Linked DNA regions of Mus musculus: region 1 is linked to region 2. The links are chromatin contacts, called in public Hi-C maps. All regions are on one chromosome and are shown on one strand. Each heading gives the region's core, a stretch centred on a gene start, on an enhancer-like site or on the middle of the called end of the contact. The rest is flanking DNA. Distances are from core to core; before and after follow the strand shown. Region 1 has its middle 22 kb from the start of 4930511E03Rik. Region 2 has its middle 110 kb from the start of Lrig1.

Region 1 (2,700 bases), core at 42-2,541, 150 kb before region 2:
AAGCCATTTAGGCAGACACCAGACATCAACCTCTGTCTTCCATAAGCATAAGAACATAGCCACACAGATACACGTGCACACAGAGACAGATACAGAAAGACATATGCATACATACACAGAGAAACACACACAAACAGATGCACACACAGAGACACACACATACAAGCAGATACATACACACACACACACACACACACACACACACACACTCCATTGGTAAAATGAATTTAAATATACTAGCTTAAATGCTTCAAATCACATATCACCCTTGAGTTTTAGATCCAATCTTATTTTGTAGCATTTTAAAAACATCTCTCAGACATATTTAAAAAACACTTTTCCACATCCCCATGTCTTGAAGAAAAGTCAGTGTGTCTAATTCAAAATAACTTTATGAAATGTTTTCAGTATAAAAGTGGCATTAGATAATTAGGCAAACTTGGAAAATTATAAAAGTGGATAAATTCTCACCATGGTAGAGATTTGCAATAGTGTACAGAGCCTAACACTGGCAGAATGTGAATAGTATTTTATTACAAGAGAGAGAAATAGAGAGATAAATGAAATAGGGCTGCCTTACACTGATGGAGTCAAGGGACAAACAACACTTTACAAGTCCACTTACATTGCTGGGAATTTTACATGGAGTAGAGGACTGTACTACACCGCATCCAAGGTACTTTCCTAAACTCAAACCCTCCATCCATCAGCTGTTTTGTTGAGTGTATACCATTGAGAAGATGTTGTGCCAGTGTTTTGTTGAGTGTATACCATTGAGATGTGCCAGGTACTGCGATTTATACCATTGAGCACAAGCAGCAGGAACAAGGCGTGGTACAGTGAATCCAATAATTCATTACTTGTTCACAAACATAATGAGAGGTTATTGTGAGATTTCCATGAGAGAGCAGATGGTGTTCTGGTATAGGGAACAGGGCTGGGAGTTTTAATCATTAAAAGACAACCAACCAGGCAAGTGGAGGAAGAGGAAGTGGAAAGACTTTTGGTAGGAAAGAGGTCCATATTGTTTAGGAGAAGAGCACGGTTATGAGAGTGGTAACGGGTCCAGGACTAGCACCAGTCAGACCAGAAATTGATTGGATCCTGCTGTCGATTATCAACACACTTAGCTGAGGTTTTGTGTTTTAATTCAAACTAAGGTGGGATGCCTGGTATGGTAGTGCACACCTGTAGTCCTGGCACTGGGAGGTAGAAAGAAAGGACTCAGGAGCTCAGTGTCATCTTTGGTTATATAGCATGTCTGAGGTCAATCTGGACTATACAAGACCCTGTTTTTTAAAAAGCAGGATGGATAGGATTCCATCAAGGAACTTTAAGCTAGGAATGCATGATGTTAATATCAGGCTTCTGTACTGAAGCTGAACTGGGTGATTTGAAGGGAGGATGGAGATGGAGATTCTATTGAAGTAGGTCAGGCATGAAAGGATGATCATGACCACTGTCATGGGAGCATGGTGCTTTAAAACAGCATCAGTAGAAACGGATGCAATTAAATGGGGAGAGGACAGTACAAAGAATGGCTTCCTACTCAAGGCTGTTGAACCAAGTTCTTGGTCTTTATATTAAACTTCAGAAAATAAGCTCTACTTGATCAATAGGTATGCATCCATTTCTTAGATTTCAAGTTAGTCTCTGTTCTAGGCACCTCTCCATCTTTGACTTTATTGAAATCTTCCCTGTGCATCTTTTCCCAGCTGACCCTGTTCACATATCCATCATGCCAGGTTGATCTCTTCCCAGTTCTCCTACAGTTGCCCTTCTGTGTCCTTCATGAAACAGGGAGATGGGCATTACCACATGCCCTTGGTACAATGTGCCGTCCTAGCAGAGGCTCTATTGTTAGCCCTTAGCCAGAATTATGTAAATTACACATTTCAGTCCTTAGAATGTCTCCTCCATAGGAAGAAAGCAGTGTAGAAGTAGAAGTCTCCCAGGACCTGAAGACCAACAGAACAATGGCTTGGGAGACATCTCTTTGTGAAAGCAAGAGTTGGTACCCTAGTCACTATAAAGGTTGAGTCAAGACTAGAGCTAACAATTATTTGGATCCAGGCAGGTTATGGTTTTTGATGAAGTTACCAGAATCCTAAAATGGGAAAATTTCCTGTGAAAATTTGAGTTTGTGACTTCTTTTAGAACAGTGGTTTCTCAACCTTCCTAATGCTGTAACCCTTTAATACAGTTCCTTGGGTTGTGGTGACCACCAACCCTAAAATTATTTTATTGCTACTTCATAACTGTAATTTTACTACTGCTGGATTCATAACGAAATATCTAACGTGTAACCCCAAAGGGGTTGTGACCCACAGGTTGAGGACCATTATTTTAGAAAAATAACTAGATTTCCACAGGGCAGCAGTCTGTAACAGCTCAATAAAGACTGCTGTTTATATGGTGCATATAGTCTTCATCTTGTCACTGTTCCCTACAGTCCCCATTACATGCCTGAAGCTGTGGCTCCAGGGCACTGGCCAGATGTCACTGTGATTTCTCTGTTTGCATGAGTCTGCTTTCATGTATAATGAAAAAGAAAAATGAAGTGAGTCAAGAAGCTTGTGGTCAGATTGTTGGGTTTCAAATTCTGGGGTACCCTCCTAACAGATTTGGCAGATAAGACATAGGAAACCCAGTTAAATTAGAACTTAGAGGAACAATGTATAATTTCTTTGCTTTAAATAT
Region 2 (2,968 bases), core at 368-2,867:
GGAGGAAGGGAGGGAGGGAAGGGAGCAGGGAGGGAGGATAGGAGATGGGGGAGGAAGAAGGGAAGCAGGAAGGGAAGGAGGGAAGAAGGACTCTGATCAATTGATAGTGAACCTTATCGCATTTGGGCAGCAAAAACTGGGAGCTGAAACACCCCTGAACATTTAGCAGTCAGGCAGGGACGCCATATTTAGCTCACCTGAGGTCCAGATCCAGATCCTGTCTCAGAAAACCAAAGCAGAGAAAGAGGAGGGGTGGGACAGAGTCAGGCTGACGCCTCTGTCTCATCAATGTGTGTGCTTTCAGTAACTTTTACTTTCCATCTTCCCTAATCATTCAGCAAAATTAAAAATAAGCCAGGTGCTGGTGACACGTGCCCTTAATTCCCGCATTCTAGAAGCAGAGGTGGCAGATCTCGGAGTTCAAGGCAAACCTGATCTTCAGAGCGAGTTCCAGGACGGCTGGCGCTACATAGAGAAACCCTGCCTCAAAAACTTAAGGGGAAAAAAAAGAGCGTGTTCTTCTGTTCCAGGCATTTAAATAAAAACAGTAACAACCATGATAGCAACATGGAAATTATGTTTGTTTCACCTAGAATGTCAAAGTCATAGAGTATGGAGTCAAGATTTAAATTTGAGCTTAAATTATATCTTTCAACACAAAGCCAAAGCAAAGTACAGGGGGGTGGGGGATACCACCAAGAGTAACTTTCATTCTGTTGTTTATTGTTGTCTTCAGTTTTTCATGGGCTTGCAGAATGGGCATCAATTTTATCATCTCAAGCAGGGTTTACATTTTTTAAAAAAGAAGCTGAGCAGTGTTGATGCATATGCCTTCATTTATTTATTTTTTAACAGTCAACTGAACACTTAAACCCAGCACTCAGAGGTGGATCTCTGAGTTCAAGGCCAGTCTGGTCTGCAGAGTGAGTTCCAGGACAGCCAAGATTACACAGAGAAACCCTGTCTCAAAAAAAAAAGAAGAAAAATTGATTCCAACTTTGATACTTTAGTTCCTAGGAAAAGCAGATTTCGTGGCTGTTAGCAGGACATCAGGAGTGCCCCAAGACTTGTGTATCTCCCTGGTTCCCATAGTCTGTAGACAGCAGTTACCTAAAGGTATGCCTTTGGGCTAAAATGTCTCTCTCTCTCTCTCTCTCTCTCTCTCTCTCTCTCTCACACACACACACACACACACACACACACACACACACACGGATATTCTAGCATACACACACACACACACACACACACACACACACACACACACACACACGGATATTCTAGCATACTCCCTGGAGAGCCTTACTTCCTCTCCTTTATCCTGAATAATTTAAATGGAGCCGAAGGAAGCTATTCTTTTCCACAAGGTTGGTATCAAAGGGTCAGAGGAGCTGTGTGGTAAGTTACTCTTTTATCAGTGTTATCGTGATTAAGTGTCCCTCTTACATTATTAATTCATTCAACACTTCAGTCTGAGTGCCTGTCAGACACTCTGTTAGTTAGTCACTCTCATGGAGGCGGGATTTAGTCTTGTGTGCAGCTGCTTAGCCACTCAGTAATTAGTTGCTGCTGCAAGATTTACCTGCTGTGTAGCAGAGGGGATTCGAAGCTGTGTAAATAAGGTAGGAAACCAGCCAACCACAGTCCTTGCCCTCAAAGAGTCTATGGTCTAGTGAGAGAGAAACAGGCACAAATAAATTCAGATAATTACAATGTAGCATGTGTCCCATGGAAGCCACACAGGCATTAAAACAGAGACACCACTATATTGATAAGATCTTCAGGGATGGCCTTCAAAGGATGTGACTAAGGGAATAGGAAGAGTCCACCAGGCCTGAAAAGGATGACAAGCTCAACCTGAGGCAGGAAAGATGTAGGGGGCTCTGGAACAAGATGTCCTGTAGGACAGCATTGGGAACGGGGCATCTAGCAGCTTCTTTAGCCAGAGTCACTCACGATTGGCTGCGTTCATCAGAGAGTTTAGGTCTAAGTTTGTAATGTAACAACAGCAACAATAACTTTTCCATAAAAATATTCTGATGATGCTTTCCTTTCCCCTACCGCCCCGATGCCCTGCATCTTTTCAGAAAATAAACAGGCAGACAACAGCAACGAAAATGGAAAAAGAAATAAACACACATATACAAAACAAACCCCGCAAAATCTGAAGCCGTACTACACATGCAAAAGACAAGGAAGACAAACAAAGCAATGTGAGACAAAAAGGCTACACCAATACCAGTGAGCTCATTTTGTGTTGAGCATCGACTGCTAGAGTGGGACCTACCCTTAAATGTGATTAATATACCCAGTGGTATGCCAACGGGGAAAAAAATAACTTTTCCTTTGTTACAATCATAAGTAGTGTCTTGGTTAGGGGTGGGAGGCTGTGTTCACTCCCACTTCTCAGCGGGCCTATGGGCTGTCTTCTGTGATAGAGCCTTGGCAATCAATCTGTGAAGAACAACCAGTCTTCTTGGCAATAGCCTGGTTGTTTGGGGGTTTATGTGGAGCTCCTTTAATTCAATGAAATATCATCAATTTCCTGGCACTGAAGGCCTTGCTGGATGCTAAGAGATGTCCGGTTGAGGTATTGTCTCCCCATTATTTGGTGACCCTATTTAGATCTCTTTCATATATGTACATATTTTAGGAAGCTTCTATAGCAGTGGGTTCCCTTATGCCCCCTCACATGACTCTTAGTGTTAACTACCCCTCCCATATTGCCTGCATTAACCTCTTTTCCATCTCCCTCCCCAGTTAATCTTTCCACCCCAGACTCCCACTGTCTCGCCATAACTTTATATTCTATTCCCCTTCCTTTGGCGATCATTCCTTCCTGCCTAGTCCCTTATTCTATAACTAACCTCTGGGGTAATACAGATTGTGCATACATATCAAAGGCTTAAATGTTAACATTACCTATAAGAAAAAATACAAATATTTCCTTTTAGGTCTGGGTTGCCTC

What was found. A called contact is a pair of places that touch in the nucleus more often than the background predicts.
Region 1: a contact with region 2 is called in a Hi-C map of the N1E-115 cell line, with 3 times the contacts expected there. The contact joins two enhancer-like sites. A contact is called at or near these places in 7 of 39 promoter capture datasets (the 3T3-L1 cell line, cranial neural crest, frontonasal cranial neural crest and 2 more), 1 of 15 datasets of contacts at CTCF or cohesin (the NIH/3T3 cell line), 14 of 484 Hi-C or Micro-C datasets (the G1E-ER4 cell line, the N1E-115 cell line, adipose-derived mesenchymal stem cells and 9 more), 3 of 115 datasets of contacts at active chromatin or transcription factors (astrocytes and embryonic stem cells) and 1 of 9 other capture datasets (embryonic stem cells).

What each region holds. Positions count from the first base shown.
Region 1 is chr6:94,964,197-94,966,896 of GRCm38.p6, reverse strand. No RefSeq gene overlaps it. Among named protein-coding and RNA genes, the nearest start is that of 4930511E03Rik, 22 kb to the right of the region's middle. Within about 2 kb of position 1,291, at least 5 of the 459 cell types and tissues checked have an H3K27ac peak or open chromatin away from gene starts, as enhancers often do. A contact at or near this core is called in the N1E-115 cell line, where this site is marked.
Region 2 is chr6:94,810,615-94,813,582 of GRCm38.p6, reverse strand. No RefSeq gene overlaps it. Among named protein-coding and RNA genes, the nearest start is that of Lrig1, 110 kb to the right of the region's middle. Within about 2 kb of position 1,617, at least 4 of the 459 cell types and tissues checked have an H3K27ac peak or open chromatin away from gene starts, as enhancers often do. A contact at or near this core is called in the N1E-115 cell line, where this site is marked.